Linked DNA regions of Pan troglodytes: region 1 is linked to region 2. The links are chromatin contacts, called in public Hi-C maps. All regions are on one chromosome and are shown on one strand. The core of a region is the stretch at or near the end of the contact, and the rest is flanking DNA. Distances in the headings are between cores, read along the strand shown. Region 1 overlaps ANKRD46 (ankyrin repeat domain 46). Region 2 overlaps VPS13B (vacuolar protein sorting 13 homolog B).

Evidence for each region. Hi-C and Micro-C count contacts between places; a contact is called where the count stands out from the background.
Region 1: a Hi-C map of induced pluripotent stem cells shows a contact between it and region 2, with 4 times the contacts expected there. The contact joins two enhancer-like sites. A contact is called at or near these places in 1 of 7 Hi-C or Micro-C datasets (induced pluripotent stem cells) and 1 of 1 other capture datasets (stem cell-derived neural stem cells).

The regions. Positions count from the first base shown.
Region 1 is chr7:110,779,343-110,783,656 of NHGRI_mPanTro3-v2.0_pri, forward strand. All of the region lies in intron 1 of ANKRD46 (ankyrin repeat domain 46), which reads right to left. Among named protein-coding and RNA genes, the nearest start is that of ANKRD46, 24 kb to the right of the region's middle. Within about 2 kb of position 1,754, at least 2 of the 24 cell types and tissues checked have an H3K27ac peak or open chromatin away from gene starts, as enhancers often do. A contact at or near this core is called in induced pluripotent stem cells, where this site is marked.
Region 2 is chr7:110,115,712-110,120,186 of NHGRI_mPanTro3-v2.0_pri, forward strand. VPS13B (vacuolar protein sorting 13 homolog B) reads left to right here. Exons shown (of 59, transcript XM_063816460.1): 56 at 3,646-3,822. Among named protein-coding and RNA genes, the nearest start is that of COX6C, 27 kb to the right of the region's middle. Within about 2 kb of position 1,415, at least 5 of the 24 cell types and tissues checked have an H3K27ac peak or open chromatin away from gene starts, as enhancers often do. A contact at or near this core is called in induced pluripotent stem cells, where this site is marked.

The sequences.
Region 1 (4,314 bases), core at 504-3,003, 660 kb after region 2:
CGCGTTCAAGCAATTATCCTGCCTCAGCCTCCCCAGTAGCTGGGACTACAGCCATGTGCCACCATGCCTGGGTAATTTTTGTATTTTTAGTGGAGATGAGGTTTCACCATGTTGGCTAGGCAGGTCTTGAACTCCTGACCTCAGGTGATCCACCCACCTTGGCCTCCCAAAGTGCTGGGATTACAGGCGTGAGCCACCGCAACCAGCCTGCCATTTTCTTTGGATATTACAATGCCCCATAAGAAAATACACTTGAACAAATTACAGATTTGTATGATTTCATAATAATATTATACAAATTCATTAGACTAAATTACTAGAAACCTGCCAAGAAAACTTCCAAGACCTCAGTTAGACCTTACTCACTACACTCTGTTAATAGCTTCCCTAAGAAGTCATAAAGTGAATACAAATCAGAGCACATATTTAACGATTGTCCAATGGGTGAAGAGGACTAAAGACTTTTTTAAATTAAACTTTTTGAGATAATTATAAATTCATATGCAGTTGTAAGAAATAACACGGAGTGATCCTGCGCACCCTTTATCCAGTTTCCCCCAATGGTAACATCTTGCCAAACTATAGTACAACATCACAACCAGGATACTGACATTGATATAGTCAAGATACAGAACATTTCCATCACCATGAAAAATCTCTCATATGTTGCCCTTTTTAGCTATTCCTGCTTCCCTCCCATGCCAGTCTCTCCTTAACACCTAGAAAACACTACCTAGTCTTCCATTTCTTTAATTCTGTCATTTCAAGAATGTTGTATAAATGGAGCCATACAGCACATACAGGAACCTTTTGGGATTGGTCTTTTCACTCAGTATAATTCTCTGGAGATTCATCCAGGGTAGCTGTGTGTATCCATAGTTTGTCCCTTTTTTATCCATAGTAGTATTCCGTGGCATGGGTGTACCACAATATAACAGTTCATCTACTGAAGGACATCTGGTGTCTCCAGTTTTTGGCCATTGTTAAAGCTTCTACAAACATTTGTTTGTATGTGACTGTAAATCTTCATTTCTCTAGGATAAATGGTCAGGAGAGCAACTAGTGAGTCGTATGAAGACCTGAAGATTGTGACTAAAAGACTGTTGAGCATGAAGGTGTCTATTTCCCCCATTCAAGAAGAATGTAAGGTCATCTTTGGAGTCATGTGTCTCGGTGTCAGGTTATTTATGGAAGAACCTGTAGGACCAAGCATTTGCAAGGGCACAGGTGGATGTACTGGCATTTACCAAAGGGAGTGTTTAATAAGAACCATTCTTCAAACAGAATTACAGGCACTAATAAAAGTGTGAATAATGAACCAGTAATCTTTCAAGATTCACTGAGGACTGAGTCTGTGCCCCTGTGAATGGATGTGAAACCTAAGTAAACATAATGAAGCCTGCTTGGAGAGGTGGGAAAAGTAGCGGGGAGAGATATGTGATAGTCTGACTCTCCTGAAAGGCACTACTCTTAGGAGTGTACCATAGAGAGACAATTTTCTTGTCAGATGCTGTTAAAAGAACTTGATTACTCCACCCAGAATGTATATGGAGCTGGACTGCCTGGGTTTGAACCCCAGCTCAGCTACTTACTAGCTGTATGACTTAGCACTCAAAAATAAGCTGTTATCCTTTTCAGGCTAGACACAGCTCTGGGGAGACAGTCCTCAGCCATACGGAAGAAAGCTTGCATACAGCACTGATCCCCTGGTAACAGAGCAGCTTCTGATAATGGGGTGACATCTAGTGGGCAGTAAAGACCTCCAGGAAAGAAAAATAAAAGAACTGGGTCCTGGCAGAGGAAAAACCACATAGTCTAGTGCAAGAACAGTCAATATGGGAATAACCACGCCCCAGAAAGCACGCTGGTTGCTGACCAGGGCCCTGGTTCCCAAGGAACAGTGTCCATGAGGAACAGTGTCCACTGACTGGTTCAGAGGCAGGCTAGCTGGCATTGTTAAAAGCAGAGCTTTGGGGGTCAGGTTTTTGAGGGCTGGTGTAGCCTGACACTTAAAACTCCTCACTCTGTGCTCTGTGGCACTGCCTGAGAGACTTGAAGATGGCGTCATTTATCCTTTCACATGACGCAGTAACTTAGATCGCGGCAACAAGAGCTTCTTATGTCAACCAGCGCGCTTGTCTCAACCCAAACAACAATAAACAGGTTTTGATGGAAGCTTGTGATTCACTGACTTGATGAAAAGTCATGCCTAATTTTCTTTTATATCTCAAATTTTGGATCCACAATCTTAGGTCAATCTGTAAAACTTTAAGATATAATAGTATTCTTAATGGTTAAGGACTAATGGAGAGAATATATATACTTATAACTAAAAATTGTTCTATATCCAATATCAACAAGAATACATAATAGATGGATTTTTCATTTTGAAAGGCCATTTGGAAAGGGAAGACTAAGTACCACATTCTTGCTTCAAATGGACTGACTACATTATGCCTACACAAGCAATTTTGGTCAGAGATCAAAGCACCAGACATTTCAACAAAATGCAAGGAAAAAACGACATAGCTGGAAAGATATTCTGTCAGATCTTATTGCCTTTGCCATTTTCTAATGTCAAAGAAAAGTACTAAAACTGTAAAAATGAATGATACACAGTAAATGAAACCCCCAAATCTAGATTCTATCACTTGGTTATTCTTATCCTTTTAAGAGGATACAGCTGTTTCAAAATATAATCTCAGAGAACTATAAAACAAAAATTTCCAATGAAGTCATTAAATCCTAACTGCTAGTACTTTAAAATCACTGTTCTTAAAACCTGAGCTCTGCAAAAATCCAAAGATACTGGGCAAGGAAAAATGCCATGTTGAAAAGAAATTTAGCTGTGAGCAAGTAAGAATTTTAACAATTTAAAATCCTTCCCAAAACATTAACAATATATTTCTTCAGTCTGCTTATCTTCAGCAGCTATTTAAACAGCAACTCTTTCTCTAATAGAGTGATCTTAATTCCCAAGGCCCACAGACATTGAGTCTAGGGCCATACTGCTTTAAATGGCAGGGTGGGGCTTCATATTTAGTTTATATATTTCCAATATGCCCTGCAGCCGCTGTAAGTTGTCAAGATAACCAGGAGAAAACAGTTCATGTAAAACTTTGTTGCTTGTTCACAACTGTCCTAAAATTCCTGCCAGAATATGTTTCTAGAAGCCAAGAAATGGGTCTGATTTGTCTATATATACTGGCTGACTGCAATGCCTGGCACATTAAGTTTCTTGAAGTCTAGACATAGGGAAATCCAATAATTCTTTCCTGAATGTACACTCGATTAAGTTCATTGTCACAAGATTTTAAAGTAATATTTTTTCTTATGACTAGTTCTGCAGTGCATTGTAAAAATTTTTAGGAAATATGAAAAAAAAAGAAACTAAAAGCTGCACACAATCAACCATGAATCAAATTAATGATTCAACCAACCATGAATCAAAAATATTTGGGGAAAAAAATTGCATCTATACTGAACACATATGTACAGACTTTCTTTCTTGTCATTATTCCCTAAACAACACAGTGTAACAACTACTTCCGTAGCATTTACATTGTATTAGGTATTATAAGTAACCTAGAGATTATTTAAAGTATATGGAAAGATGTGCATAGGTTATATGCAAATACCATATCATTCTGTACCAGGGACTTGAGCATCTGTGAATTCTGGTATCTGCATGAGGTCCTGAAACCATCCCTCTTCAAACAGGGGTTTGAAGAGGATACTAAGGGAAGAGGAACCCATCCCTCTTCAAACAGAATTACAGGCACTAATAAAAAGTGTGAATAATGAACCAGTAATCTTTCAAGATTCACTGAGGACTGAGTCTGTGCCCCTGTGAATGGATGTGAAACCTAAGTAAACATAATGAAGCCTGCTTGGAGAGGTGGGAAAAGTAGCGGGGAGAGATATGTGATAGTGTGACTCCCCTGAAAGGCACACTACTCTTAGGAGAGTACCACAGAGAGACAATTTTCTTGTCAGATGCTGTTAAAAGAAATTGGATACTAAGGGATGACTGTATTCTATGTATGTACCATAATTTTACTGAATTCCTTAGCACATTAAAAAAGAATTTGTCCTGTATTTTTCCTATCACATAGATTCAATGACATTTTTGGCTAACCAAAATGTAAAAAGAATTTTGTGATGCAGATGAAAGCTGTCTAATGTATGGCTGTGGAACCAGTCTCTGACCGGTGAATAGTTTTACTGTGACGTCAATCTTGATGCAATGCTTTCTTTGCTCACTGCAAAACTTCTAAGATTCTGGTTTATGGTTCATCCTAAACTAGGATGGAC
Region 2 (4,475 bases), core at 165-2,664:
AAGGCAGAAACGTTAAGGACCCAGTTAATAAAAATATATTAAAGGAAAAGTTTAGAGTTGGCAAAGCGTTTTCAAAGGTGTCATCTTATTTGATCTTCACAACCCTTCACAACTTCATAACCCTTCATAGCTTCACAACTTTGGATGAGGTAAAGCGACTTAGCCAGGTCAAACCTCCAGCAAGGACAGGAGCCTGGGCCTTTCCACCATGTCGCCTACCCCTGTGGGGCTCCAGGCCTGGAAACAATCAGGATGTGGGGAGACTGAACAATTGCAAGTTCCAGTGTAGGAAAAACACATTTCCCCCAAATGTTTACGGGTTCGGCGGGCCTTCTTGACTCTGCGTCACCCTCATGGGGACACTATGGAGCATTATGAGGCCCTTGAAAATTAAAGCAAGTCTGCAGCTCCATGCCCAGCCGCACTGCCCCAGGTCAGCAGGGAAAAGTGTCTGCTGGCTGAGAGATGCTGCCGAGGCCTTTGGATGAGCTCCATGACAGTTTTCCAAGAGCAACGGCTTTTGGAAAAACTCCGTTTAGCCTGCAGTATTGGCATCAGCCTTGCCCACATTTACCAGATCTGTTCCCCAACACCCTCACTTTCTACTACACTCTGGAGCCTGCACTGAGAAAGGACATGCAGCTCCGCATCACAGCTGCATTCTGCGTTTCCTCCCAAACCTGATGCCTTCTCATGAACACCAAAGCTAGGATGTCAAGAATTGCTTCTCTGACCCCCACTTCTTTTGGGATGCTTCCTGGTTTGTGATGTGCTGCTGGATTCCCCAGAGACCACCTCCTCTCTCTTCATGGGCACTCTTGGCTATGCCATCTGGAATCCCAACAAAACAGGCCTCCGCCAGGTGAAATCAGAAAAGTCCCCTTCGAGGGAGTGACTCAAGAGTTGCACATCCCAAGAGACAGCCCTTAAGAGTCATCCCTCCAATACCACCATCTGCCATTAGCAGACTGGTGTGTATTATAGTCAGTGCGGAATTTAGGAATGACTGGCAAAGTGCTTCCTTGTTGGTTTGCTCGTCTGTTCTGGTCAAAAAAAAGAAGCGCTGAGCTGGAATGTGCAGTACACTCTATGGGTCTCGTTACTTTCTGGAAGGGCGAGCTATGGCGTGGTATCCCATCTTATGCCTGTCCTTCTGATAGTGTGACAAAAAATTGCCAGAAACAAAATTACACCACATGGTAAAGGCAGCATCAAAACAGACACATCACCAGGAACTTCCATAGCTCAGTGACCAAGTAGTTTCTGCCCAAGGCCTAGGAGCCAGTTACAGAAAGAGGTAAGGGAAGGCCTGGTGGTTTCCTGCTCCACAATGAAGGCTTTCCTCCTCCTCCTTCCAAGGCACAACAGGCAATAGCTCCTGTGTCCTGCGGGGTGCAGCACTCAGTCCTGGAAACCCCTCCCAGGCACGCTCTTCTCTCTTCACTGGCTTCATCAGATCACAGCCATCTCCATGTGGTCGCCCACCCCGCGGGCCTAAGGCCAGCAGACAAGTCTTGGGATCAGTTCCACTCCTGAAAGCCTTCGAGCAGAGTTTAAGTCTATGACAGTCCATAATTTACCAGTTGTGGGATTTAGCTGGATATACTTCAGAGGAGAGCCATTCCAGGCTCTCAGAGAGGCTGCCTCTCTCAAAGCAGGGCTGCAGGGACCATGAAGTGGCTGCTGGTCTCTTAGCCTCTCTGTTCTCCAGCTTGTGAGCACAGAGGTAGATAAGGCACCTGGTGGCTGGTGAGGTGTTGGTGTGTGTGACAGGCCAGCTTTCCCCCTCAAAGGTCTGCTGCTGAGCCCAGGGCAGGTGGTTCCACAGCTCCCTCTCTGACTCTCAGAATCTAACACCTTGTCATGGGACTCAGGCTTTCCACTTTTGGGGGGCTGCCCAAATAGTCTTTATCTGTCAAAGCCGCAGTAACTGGAGCCTTCACTGTGGCCAGAGAAAACGGAAGAGCAGAACAGAGGGGGCTTCACCTGATACCTGCGTGTGCTGGAGCAGGTGGCTGTCAGCGCCCTGTGCGGGTGACCGCAGCTGGCCCAGGCCCCACTCTTTGATTTGATGCTGTTCACTTTGATAATCTGCTGAGGTGACTGGAAGAGAAGACCCAGGGTTCCTGCCTGTCTCTCAGTGTGGCCACTATGACTTCTGATCTTCCAAATGGAGTGGAGCATCAATGGCAAATGAGGGGTGCTCCCAGCCGAGCGCCAGGCCTGACTGTCTGTGGTACTAAAAGAGTGACCCTCACTCTTGATAGCTGGGGTGGCCTGGGCCTGCCGGGAGCAGCTTCCTCTGCTCACTCTCGGCATTTCTGTAGAAGGTTTGGCAGCACGACTCTAGGCTAAGAAACAGGTCTGTTGCCTCAGGTCATTCTGAATCTGTCAATGCATAAACTTAAATGTCTCTGTCAAAACCTAGAGGAAAGGAGTCCATGAAGAGCATTCCCTTTACAATTGACGTGATATGCACTAAAATTTCTACCAGGGGCCAGAGCATTTTCATCACTCCTAGCAGTTTTGAATTGAAAACAGAGAATTCTGTCAAGAATTGTAAAGAAATTTTCCCTTCTTTCTGAGATAGGGAGCCCTCCACTCCATCACGAAAAAAAATCAGAATGGTTAAGACTTTTCTAGCTCTCACTGTTGGCCTCTCAAAGCAGGAGTAGCAAAGGGGCCGTATCCACAGGACTGCCTGAGGGGCTCCTTTCATCTGTAGCTGCCTCAGGCTCAGTGCAGGAGATGGATGCCCTGTGCTACAGCTGTGGGAGCAGAGCTCCAAGGGGTTTTGGTCGCTATTCTAAGTGAGGAGTAAGTGGCCAAACCTCAATTCCAGTGAGAGAGAAAGGTTTTCCAAGATTGGCAAAGAGGAAGAGCCTGTTTTATAAATGGGATAAGCGAGTATCTTGGTGGTTAAGAGCTATGCTGTGACTCAAACTCTCTGTACACTTAACAGCTGTGTGACCTTGGGAAAAAACTCCTTAACCTCTGTGCCTCAGTGTCCGTATTTGGATAAAAACAATGTATGACTCCTGGGAATATGAGGATCAAATGATCTCATACAAATAAAGCTCTTAGCAGAGTCCCCAGACCTAGTAAGCATTCAAGATAGATTACCTATAATCCAAATAATAATTACGATATCAATAATTACTCTTAGGTATTAATACTACTAAATTATGACTGTTATTATTATCAAAAGTGGAGAGTTAGAAAGGGGCTAACCCCTTGCAGTTTTTCATCCTCCTGAATCAGTGCAAATGTATTGGGCTGAACAGTCTTTCTCTGCTCCTGAGGAACTGTTAGCTCCTCTCTCTCAACTTTGTTGCCTGACTTCTGAGGAAAGATGTATGGATGACACTCTGAATAGCCTGACAGGTTTGTTAAATTCTGAACTAAACTTCACAGATCCTGACTGTGTGGACCAAACTCCGTCTGAACATTGTATTTTGATGACGATAATAAATGTCTACTGCCCTTGGTGTACTTAGATAACTGGTAAACAAATGGGTAGTAAAGACCTTTATAATGAGGGTGGGGACTCATTTTCAATCCAGATAAAACTGTGTTCCAGATGGAGCCTTTCATTTTCTGAGGATTTTAAGCCCCTGTCCTTACTGAGGGCTTTTGTTATTCCAGGTGCAATTGCTGGTATAGTTGATCAGCCGATGCAGAACTTCCAGAAAACATCTGAGGCACAGGCTTCAGCAGGACACAAGGCCAAGGGTGTCATCTCGGGTGTGGGGAAAGGAATCATGGGGGTGTTCACAAAGCCCATCGGAGGAGCTGCTGAGCTGGTGTCACAGACTGGCTATGGTAAGTCGGTGGAAAACCCATCAGGCCAACCCAGACGTTACTGATTTGCATGATTATACCAAAGGTTCCCTAAGATAGTGTAACCTTTCACATGGCAGACAGTGGCTATCTTTCTTACCTCTCTATGCTTATTTACACAGAGTAGAATTTTACTACTAATAATAAAACCATAGAATCAGGAAACCAGTTACTAGTTTCAGTCTATATGTCATAGAATCTTCTTACAGTACACTTGATAGACTGTAACAAAAAGTAACCAGTTTAGAGGTTGAGGGCAGAATGGAGAATACAGCAGAGAAAAGAATTAAGACTTTTTCCTATGATAAATGTGGAAGGAGAGAGAGGTTGTGGGAAGATAACTTTAAGCAGCAGTAGAGAATGAGGCAGAGTGTGGATGTGCACATGGATCTTTGGGTTTGGCGTGGCCTTCTCACCCACAGAGGACATCCTGCTCCTCGCAGCCAGGCTGGGGCAGAAACAAAGGGTCTGCAACTAAAAGCCCTTTCACAAGGCAGACAGCTGTGAAGTGCGTGGGCGCATGGCAGTACCTGCACTTGGATGGGGCGTGCCGGGGCCTCTCCCCGTGCAGCCGTGTGCACACATGAGTAATGGGTACCTGTGAAAGGAAGCACCTCCTCCCAGGCTTATTTTCT